Linked DNA regions of Xenopus laevis: region 1 is linked to region 2. A link is a contact called in public Hi-C data. All regions are on one chromosome and are shown on one strand. Each heading gives the region's core, a stretch centred on a gene start, on an enhancer-like site or on the middle of the called end of the contact. The rest is flanking DNA. Distances are from core to core; before and after follow the strand shown. Region 1 holds the start of pgpep1l.S (pyroglutamyl-peptidase 1-like protein). Region 2 holds the start of igf1r.S (insulin like growth factor 1 receptor S homeolog).

What was found. Hi-C and Micro-C count contacts between places; a contact is called where the count stands out from the background.
Region 1: a contact with region 2 is called in a Hi-C map of the XTC cell line, with 2.7 times the contacts expected there. The contact joins the promoter of pgpep1l.S here to the promoter of igf1r.S in region 2. A contact is called at or near these places in 2 of 4 Hi-C or Micro-C datasets (the XL177 cell line and the XTC cell line).

The regions. Positions count from the first base shown.
Region 1 is chr3S:39,463,472-39,468,836 of Xenopus_laevis_v10.1, reverse strand. It overlaps pgpep1l.S (pyroglutamyl-peptidase 1-like protein), which reads left to right and starts at 2,184. Exons shown (of 6, transcript XM_041587756.1): 1 at 2,184-2,397.
Region 2 is chr3S:39,276,302-39,281,645 of Xenopus_laevis_v10.1, reverse strand. igf1r.S (insulin like growth factor 1 receptor S homeolog) reads right to left here and starts at 2,351. Exons shown (of 21, transcript NM_001088265.1): 1 at 2,152-2,351. The coding sequence starts at 2,245.

The sequences.
Region 1 (5,365 bases), core at 935-3,434, 190 kb before region 2:
ACCTGCCTATATAGGAGAGGGCACAGGTCTATTCCTCTCTGGCCTCAGCCTGTCAGCAGTTGTGGATGTGCTGGAGGGCCTGGAACAGAAGGCCCCTCCATCATGTCTATAAACTAGAACTAATAGTAACAAATTTCCCCATCTGCCATGGCCCTAAGAGTAACAGCCCTGTAGGGAAGTCACAGAACAGGGAACATGTAAACATTGTGAATATCTATTTCTGAATAGAAACCCTTGAAGGGCTGAAATATAAGCATCCCACAAAGCGCATAACTTGCACAAATGAACTAGAACTTTAGTACCTCACTATGATCGTACTGTATTGTATTTAAAGGTGGTTCACCTTTAAGGTAAATTTTATTATGTTATAGAACGGCCAATTCTAAACAACATTTCAATTGGTTTTCATTATTTATTTTTTATAGTTATTTGCCGTTTTCTTCTGACTCTTTGCAGCTTTCAAATGGGTGTTGCTGACTCCCGTTAAAAAAAACAAATGCTCTGTAAGGCTACAATTGTATTGTTATTGTTTCCTTTTATTACTCATCCTTCTATTCAGGCCCTCTCCTATTTATATTCTAGTCTCGTATTCAAATCAATGCATAGTTGCTAGGATAATTTCAACCCTAGCAACTGGATTGCTGAAATTGTAAACTGTAGAGCTGCTGAATAAAAAGCTAAAAACCACAAATAATAAAAAATGAAAACCAATTGCAAATTATCTCAGAATATTACAATATTACAGAATATCTACATCATACCAAAAGTTAACTCAAAGGTGAACAACCCCTTTAACAAGTGGCCTGGATGGGCGCTATTGAGATTTAGATACAATACTCAAAAAGCCTTTCCCCTACACTGACACAACCCGGTGCTCCTATCAGCAGAAAACTGCACCAGCCCGGGGTTATACCAGTGAGCAGCACGGAGTGATCTTCTTCCGTCTTCCTCTTTCCTTCATGTGGTTGCACATGCGCAGTAAAATGAAAAGTCGAACTTTAAAAAGTCGGCTATTTCGTTCAACTGTGCATGCCTTTGCCCCGGGAATTTTGAAGAAGCCAGAAGAAGATCGCTCTGTGGTGCTCACTGGTATAACCCTGGGCCGGTGCAGTTTTCTGCTGATAGGAGCACTGGCCCGGGGTTTCAGGTAAGTCAATACAATCACTTGGGGGTGCCTAACATTTGCCACCCCCAAGTGTACGATGTCTTAAAATAAGGAAGGGAGGTTGCTTAAACATTATATTTTCATGGGAGAGTTGAGCTTTCATAGTAGATGAGGTTGAATTCTGGCTCCTTGAGAAGATACATGAATTTATTCAGGCCTGGATTTGTGGAAAAGGCCACCAAGGCCCAGGCCTAAGACAAGACCTTTGCCTTTTAGAGGGACTGCCACCCCCATATCATAGTATAATTTAGTAGGGGTATTGGAAGGTCTTGTTTACGTATATGTATGGTGTACGTTCTTAATGATGTCTATTAATCATAAATGAGTCTCCCACCCCTTGCACTGGGACCAGGGCCGCCATTAGGGGGATACTGGTGGACAATCCTCCCGGGCCTGGTGGCTACTATATGTTAAGGGGGGCCTGTCTGTGCTGCGTTTCCTGGATTAGCCAGACCCCCCTTGAGTCACTAAGCCACTGAAGTAGGTGCCGCGACGAGTAGGAGCCAAGCCACAGTCAAAAGGAGCTGAGCCGCAACTGCTGAAAGAAGCCAAACCGCAGCTGCCTAAAGAAGCCGAGCCGATGATGTAGAAAGAAACCGAGCCACAGACGAAAGAAGCCGAAGAAGAAGTAAGGTAAGTTCCACTAAACCAATGTTTTTTTTTAAACCCCTGGTTAACCCTGGCCACCAATGGTTTTTTTTTTTTATTCTATGGGGGGCCTGGTCACCATTTTTTTTTTTTACTTGTGGCAGGGGATGGCCAGTGATGTTTTTTTGTTTTATTTGTTGAGTACTATTTTTTTTTCATTTGGGGCGGCCCTGGCCACCAATTATTTTTTAAACTGGGGGAGCTGGCCACCGATGTTTTTTTTCTAACTTGTGGGAGGGGGGGTCTGACCATCAATGATGTTTTTACTTGTAGGGGCCCCTGGCCACCAATTGGGGTTTTCTTTAACTTGTAAGGTCACTAATTCTTATGGTGGCCCTGACTGGGACATAACCGAGGCAGGATATTCTGTGTGTAACTAGGAGGCAGCTGTCACACACTTGTCATGCTGTGTCTATAAAGTTTGTTAGAGAAGCCACTGGCAGTTTGCCTCAAGGTGACATATACTGACGCAGGCTGCCTGCATGGCAGAATAAAATATCATTAAAAAAAAGCACTCGGGACATGGAAATGGGGTCGTGTTGCCAAAGCAGTGTGTGAGGCACGGCGATTCCTGCTGACAGGGGGTAAGGTGCACAGCACTAACAGGCCCGGACTGGCAATCTGTGGGTTTTGGAAAATGCCAGAGGGGCTGCTGTACAGTTTCATAGAAAGTTATTATATAGTGGGCTGGTAGGAGGCTGTTTGGGCTGATAGGGGGCTGTTTGGGCCTCTGTGTACTTGGAATGGCAGGGCCTATTTTGACTCCCAGTCCAGGCCTGTGTCCTAATATGTACCCTGTAGCGCTGTGAGGGAATCCCACCCCCTAAGTCTCTGTTGTGCCCAGCAGTCCTGACCGGGCAGTTTTCTCACTTCTGCCCAGCAGCTCCGTCATCTTACATTGATTGCAACTTCCTCCCAAGTCCTGTCTGCTGGCCCTGCTGCCTCCGTTTGATCTCGACTCAGGTCTCTTGTCCGCCTGTAGGGGATTATTTTTGCAGCAATAACAAGAGCTCAGCGAGCCCTGATGTTTTATTCCCTGTCACATTTATACATACAAATATGTTCACCATAAAGTGATTCTTTATTACATTATATATCACGTAGAATGTCCTATTCCTGGCAACTTTGCAATTGGTCTTCATTAGTTATTCTTTATCGATTTATAGTTATTTACTTTCCTCTTCTGCCTTTTTAACAGCTTTGAAATGCTGGGTGTCACTAACCCCCCACAAAAAACTATTGCTGTGTGAAGCTACAATTTTATTGTTACTTTTTATCACTTACCGTATCTTCCTGCTGAGCCTCCCTCCTTCAGGGTCTCACTGAAATCACTTCCCGGTTGCTAGACAAAATAAGACTCTAGTAACCAGTTTGCGGGGGAAAAAAGCGAAATAACTGTTTAAATAAATAAAGATCAATTGGAAATTCAGAATATCACTGTCTACATCATCCGAAAAGTTAATCTAAAGGCGAACTACCCCTTTAAATAGTCTGTTCAGTCTCATTATTTAAAAGAATTGTTCAGTATAAAAATAAAAACTGGGTAAATAGATAGGCTGTGCAAAATAAAAAATGTTTCTAATATAGTTAGTTAGCCAAAAATGTAATGTATAAAGGCTGGAGTGACTGGATGTCTAACAAAATAGCCAGAACACTACTTCCTGCTTTGCAGCTCTCTTGGTTTCCACTGATTGGTTACCCTGGTCACCAAGCAGTAACCAATCATAGACTTGAGGGGGACCACATGGGTCATATCTGTTGCTTTTGAATTTGAGCTGAATGCTGAGGATCAATTACAAACTCACTGAACAGTTATGTCCCATATGGCCCCCCCCTTATAGTCGCTGACTAACTCAGAGTTAGAGAGCTAAAAAGCAGGAAGTAGTGTTCTGGCTATTATGTTAGACATCCAGTCACTCCAGCCTTTATACATTACATTTTTGGCTAACTAACTATATTAGAAACATTTCTTACTTTGCACAGCCTATCTATTTACACAGTTTTTATTTTTACACTGAACTGTTAACTTTTAGTATGTTATAGAATGACCAATTCTAAGCAGCTTTTCAGTTGGACTTCATTATTTATTCTTTCTAGTTTTTACATGATTTGCCTTTTTCTTCTGACTCTTTCTAGTTTTCAAATGGGTGGAGGGGTCACTAACCCCATCTAAAAAACAAATGCTCTGTAAGGTTACAAATGTATTGTTATTGCCACTTTTTATTACTCAGCTTTCTATTCAGTCCGCTCCTATTCATATTCCAGCATCTTATTCAAATCAGTGCATGGTTGCTAGGGTAATGTGAACCCTAGCAACCAGAATGCTGAAATTGCAAACTGGGGAGCTGCTGAATAAAAATCTAAATAACGCAAACACCACAAATGAAAACCAATTGCAAATTGTCTCTCTTGAAGTAGTGATCCCCAACAAGTAGCTACCGTATATACTCGTGTATAAGCCGACCCGAGTATAAGCCGTGGTACCTAATTTTACCTACAAAAACTTGTAAAACGTATTGACTCGAGTATAAGCCGAGGTAGACTTTTTCAGCACATTTTGGCTTACACTCAATTAAACCTCTCCCTAGTTGCTAAGGTAATTTGGACCCTAGCAACAAGATAGCTGCTGAAATTCCAAACTGGAGAGTTGCTGAAACATAAATTTTAAAACTACCAATAATAAAACATGAAAACCAATTGCAACGGTCTCAGAACATCACTCTCTACATCATACAAAAAGTAAACTCAAAGTTGAGCAACCCCTTTCACTAAAAAGATATCTACATTGATATTTTGTCCCCAAGTGAGAATCATTCATGCTAAGCTGCACAGAGACCCAGTCAGTCCCAGTAACACTGGCTTACTGTGGCTGTTAAAGGGTTATGGCAGGCCATTTATCCAGACTCTCATTACTCTGAAAATATCCCCAGCAACCCATGAGAGAGTATATGTACAGAAGGGAGGCTGTTAATGGGTTATTTCCCATGAGATGGGGCATTCCTATAGCCATGGCTGCCAAATGAACTCCACAGCTGAAAGGCTACAGAAAGAATGTACTGATGCAGTCCGCTACATGAAAGGAAGATTTCCTACAAATGCTCTCACCTGTGTCCGCTGCTGTGGCCAGACCGAGCACCAAGCACACCAACAAACGCACGCAATGCTCCAGCTCCATGTTAGAACTCACGGCAATGCTCTGCTGCCTGTAGCTCGTAGAAATTATGTTTTTTTGCTTTGTGCACCAGCCTGCGCAGTTACTTGGCCACAGCGCATCTCTAGAGTTCCCGCAGGCGCCGCAGGACGGCGGAGGTGGGGGCCTGCAGTAGGAGGAACTACGCCTGTCGCCTCTGATGATGTCACTGTGAGTGAGCGGGAGGTGCCGGGGAGATGCGGGCGGGTAGGAAGTGAATGGTGTGCGCACGCAGGAGCGTATGTTCTTCTGAAGCGCATCCATTCGTCATTGACCCGCGTATAAGCCGAGGTAGACTTTTTCAGCACATTTTGTGTGCTGAAAAACTCGGCTTATACGCGAGTATATACGGTAATGAGCAA
Region 2 (5,344 bases), core at 1,102-3,601:
GGGCACAGTCACAAGCAAACGTTCATTGTTGTAGAGATAGGGTCAAAATAAAGTACAAGGTACTGCTGATTTATTATTACAGAGAAAAAGTTAATAATGTTTTAAAATTTGGATTGTTTGGATAAAATGTAGTCTATGGGAGATTGCCTTTGCGTATTATATAGATATATATATATATATATATATATATATATATATATATATATATATATATATATATATATATATATCTCTCTCTATCTCCTAGTGGGAACGGAAACGTCACGTCGGTTATGCATATAATACAATAACACGTTTTGCTTTTAATGACAACCCCAGTGTTGCTAGTACTTTTTTTTTTGATAGATTATAGATGAGAGAGAGAGAGAGAGGTCAAGTCTGTGGCAAATAAAAACATGGCCTCAGAAGCTTACTATGAAAGTCTGAGCATTAAATGGAGACACAGGGATTATGTGTAATGTTATGTCTGGTTCACCTAAAGTATGATTGTGTCTGTATATGGCAGACACAATGATCACATGGCACCGGAGATAGTAAATATTCATGGTGTGTGTGCCTCTGGCTCATGGAGCAGATCAGCAAAGTCTTTGGACAGATTTCTGCTGGCAACACAACCACCGGCACATTTTATTGTTGCCATGCTAAAGAGACACACCGTTCTGCCTATTCTCCATTGTATTTCTCAGTCAAAGACATTGAAAGTCAAGCACTAACAGCTCTTACCAAAACACATGGAAAACTAGCTTTTAAGGGCCATTCGTAAACTTCAACCATCCGATATGGAAAACACAAACATAAGAAGGTATTTAGCAGGTACACATACAACCTGCCTGAGACATCTTGGCCACACGATTAGGGACAGACATCCAGAAATAAAAGGGTGAATAGAAGGGAGGGAAAGAAGGTTCAAGCCCCTGTTAACAATGAGATACAATAATTGTTTTTATATATTTAACATCAGCATGATAAAGTATAACCCATATAATGGTTTCACCCCTGGACATGGTTATATATATATGCTTATAACATAAGCCCCAATATCCATTATAACCAGTTTATGGTTGGCCTGACTGGTAGAAGGGATCTTATAAACATGGGTGCACAGAAAGTCTTAAGGTCGTTGCAAGGCTGCAACTTTGTGTCAGTAGAGAGGTTGTTGCTGAAAGGCAGAATCATGGTGCATCAGTTGCCGACAACATAAAGAAACTGTAATTGAGCCAGTGGGTAAAAGGTAAAACGGTCACATCCTTGAGGTTAAGCCTAATATCTGTGTTACGGTTCCTCCAGAGTATCATCAGTTTTATCAGCCACACTTTTACACTACAAACCATGTAGCCTAGAACGCAACTAGATGCATGAGAATCTTTTGAACTTCAGAAAAATTTAAAAAAAAAACAAAAAACTGAAATACAAGGGAAATCCATTGTTCCGTTTCCACGAAAATTCCCAAACCAATCATGAACAGGACACAAGCAAGGCAGGGCTGTTGCTGACAAGCCAGCATGACCTGAGCTTGATATGATGCCTACAATTCCAATGGTGAGCTTACAAGCAAGCAAAACAGCAGCTGCACTTATTGCCAGTGAACAAGTGAATTTGGAGGAGGGGGAGAATAGTCACAAGCAGGAATGCTGGGATCTGTAGTCCAACAGGAGCAAATGTCTGGACTAAAGCACCAAGTTCAACAGTAAGAAGAGACTGATGTGGGAGATGCTGCATGAGCTGTAATCATTAGTAACATACACAAGCAACAGCATTAAACACACTTACACAGATGCCAAAACACCAGCAGCAGCAAGAATGCCCAACCTGCAGCTCTCCAACTGTTATTGACTACAACTCCCAGCATGCACAGGGGGCTGCAGATTGGGCACAGAACACGGAGCTGACTGATCATAGCTGTAATATGGCAATGATTTATAGGTCTCTGGGGCCCCTGAGAGCCCAGTAGTGATGGGGGATCTGCGTTATTAGTAACAGCAGGTGGGATCTAAGGCATAGAGAGAAGAATGTGCGGCTTCTGATCCCCCCAAACCTTTGCTCCCCACTGATGCGCAGCAGAGCAGCCAGGACTGATGCAGTGACACTTCCCAGACTGCCCGCGAGACCCACGTGCCCACAGGGGGTAATAAGGGGCTGCAGGACACTCACTTTTCCCAGCCGACGGTCCCAGGCACAGGAGGAGGACGACGAGGACGACCCCCAGGATCCAGGTCGTGCAAATAGGCACCAATTCGGCCTTCATGTCCACAAACAAGTCCCCGCGTACAGCCCACTCAGGGAACCCGAGAAAATACTCATCCGCGCTGCCAGGAACTTCCCTCCTGGCCCGAAATAAGAAAAATGGCGCCTTTCTACCTGGACCACAAGCCCCTGGAATTGCCGGGTCACCTTGCTCCGGAACCTGCTCGGATCGTGAAACGTGGATTATTCCGCGGACTGGCCAACTTGTACAGCGGGTCAGCACCAACTCTAGAGGGAGCCCCTGAGCTCCACACTCGTCCCCCCTGCCCTGACTGATAGGCAGAGGGACAAGGGGGTTAATTGGGGTTCTCTGGTACAAGCCCCGCCCACTAGCAGGAATTGGGCCCCGTTACCCAATGGAGGGGCTCGGATTTCTCCCTTGTTTCTCTGCGTTGTCTCCCCCCGCTCTCCTTAAAGACGTCGGGTGCTATAGAATACGGTGGCCGGTAAATCCAAGACTCCTTAGTCCCGCGGGGAAACGTGTATCTGCCCTGGCACACAGTGCGTCAGTCCCGCCGCCGGAATGGGGCGCACGGAGGAAGCTGATAGGACAAATCCGAAGCCCACACCTCGCCCTCCTCTCCCTCCATGTCAGCCCCGGGCACAAGACTCTATCCCACGGCAGCAGGAGGGAGGCCGCTGCTCCACGCCCGTCGGACCAATGAATGGAGGAGACTGGCCCAACCAGCGCTTCTTTTCTACTATAAAGCCCGTGAGGCTTAAAGCTGCTCTTCTTATCCGTGTGTAGAAGCCCTAGGACGCCACCGAGGCTCTCGCGTTGGGATCTCCTCTCAGTGTGTGTGTCAGTGTGTGTGTGTGTGTGTGTGCGCCGCGCTAATGCTGTAAACAAGAGCCTGAGCCTCTCTCTCTCACTCACACACACACTGGGCTGTCTGCAAAGCCAGGACTGGGAGATACTTCCGCTGCACGGGACTCGCCCGGGAATCCAATGCCGCTGCTTTAAAATAGTTCTCTGAGCCCCTGGCGCATTTACTCTCGTATATTATCTGCTTATCCGGTCATCATCATCATCAGCGGGCATCTTCCTTATACACAGGCTTTCTACTACTACTACTACTACTACTACTGGCAAATCACTCATTGTATTCACATATATGAAATATTTACTATACAGCAAACGTGCCGAAGCATTCCCTTCTACTACCATCAAATACTAAATTACTTTGCATTTGTTGGTGGTATAATTTTTTTTGTTTAAAGGTTATTTTATAATGTTAAAAGTTGTTTTAATTTTACCCTTCTTGTGATGGGGCATTTGTAGAGCGCCGACGTATTCCGCAGCGCTGTACAATAAGTTGGGTTTACAGGAAGAACCTACAGGGTGATCGGTAACCGAGGCAAAAAAGGTGAAGGGTGGCACTGCCCAAAAGAGCTTACGATCTAAAAGGAAAAGGGGTTGAGACGCGAGGTGGGGATTATTATTATTTTGCCTATGTATTGTGCCACCTGTGCCGCAGGTTTTATGTTGTTTTCAGAAGAAAGTTGCTTTAACGTAAGGATTTGATGGGTGGAATTCTGCCACATTCGTAACAAAACGTATAGTCCGTGCATATTTACTCTTTAAAGAATTACTGTCATGGGAAAATGAATCAGTTAATAGTGCTGCTCCAGCAGAATTCGGCACTGAAATCCGTTTCTCAAAAGAGCAAACAGATTTTTTTATATTCAATTTTGAAGTCTGACATGGGGCTAGTCATATTGTCAATTTCCCAGCTGCCCCAAGTCATGTGACTTGTGCTCTGATGAACTTCAATCACTCTTTACTGCTGTACTGCAAGTTGGAGTGATATCACCCCCTCCCCCCCAGCAGCCAAACAAAAGAACAATGGAAAGGTAACCTGATAGCAGCTCCCTAACACAAGATAACAGCTGCCTGGTAGATCTAAGAACAACATTCAAAAGTAAAAACCCATGTCTCACTGAGACACATTCAGTTACACTGAGAAGGAAAAACAGCAGCCTGCCAGAAAGCATTTCTCTCCTAAAGTGCAGGCACAAGTCACATGACCAGGGGCAGCTGGGAAACAAAAATATAGCAAAATATCTAGCCCTGTGTCAGATTTCAAAATTGAATATACAACTAGAGTTGCCACCCGGTCGGTATTTTACCGGCCTAGCCGGTAAAACACCTGCCGGGGCCGGCATTACAAATTACAATTGCCGGTAATTTGTAATACCCTTTAAAAAAAAGCCCCTGGCCTGCCCCCAATTAGCAAAGATCGCAAAGAATTTACCTTTTTTCCAGCGATGTTGCTCCGCCCCGTTTGCACCTGTCACGTAGCTCCGCCCCTTTCTAGCGCCGCAGACCGCCCCCTTTTGGTACCCGCCCCCCACTGGCCGGTAAATTGTTTTAATAAAGGTGGCAACCCTATATACAACAATCTGTTTGCTCTTTTGAGAAATGGATTTCAGTGCAGAATTCTGCTGGAGTAGCACTATTAACTGATGCGTTTTGGGAAAAAAACTGTTTTCCGATGACAGGATCCCATTAAAGGAGAAACAAACCCTTAGCCACTGTTATGGTAGAGGCACATATGCTATTTGGGGAGATTAGTTACCCAGTGACAAATCGCATCTTCTTTGAGCGACTAATCTCCCCACAATGCCTTCCCCACGGCTAGAATCTAAATCGCTGGCTGGATGGCGCTCGGAGTTCTTCATTTTCAGAAGTTTCCTCGTGAGGCAACTTTGTGCGACTTCAAATCGCTCTGAGTGCCATCCCACAGGTGATTTAGATTCTAGCCGCGGGGAAGGCATTGCGGGGAGATTAGTCGCCCAACGAAGAGGTGATTTGTCACTGGGCGACTAATCTTCCCCAAATAGTATTGTGTGCCTCTACCCTTACACTTTTTGACAGGCTGAGCTGATTTGAGCCGGGGCCATGCATGCCTAATTTTGTTTTGGCTTTGACTATACTACCTGGCCATCTGTCTGTGAATACCAGGTGGGCGGGGGGGGGTTATGTGGAAAATTCAGTTTCAATCAGCTGAACAGGATTCGTCCATTCACCCCACATGCTGATTGGTCCATGTACACCTTTATGCCAGAAGATAATTACAGGTTTCCCTTTGTATGTTCC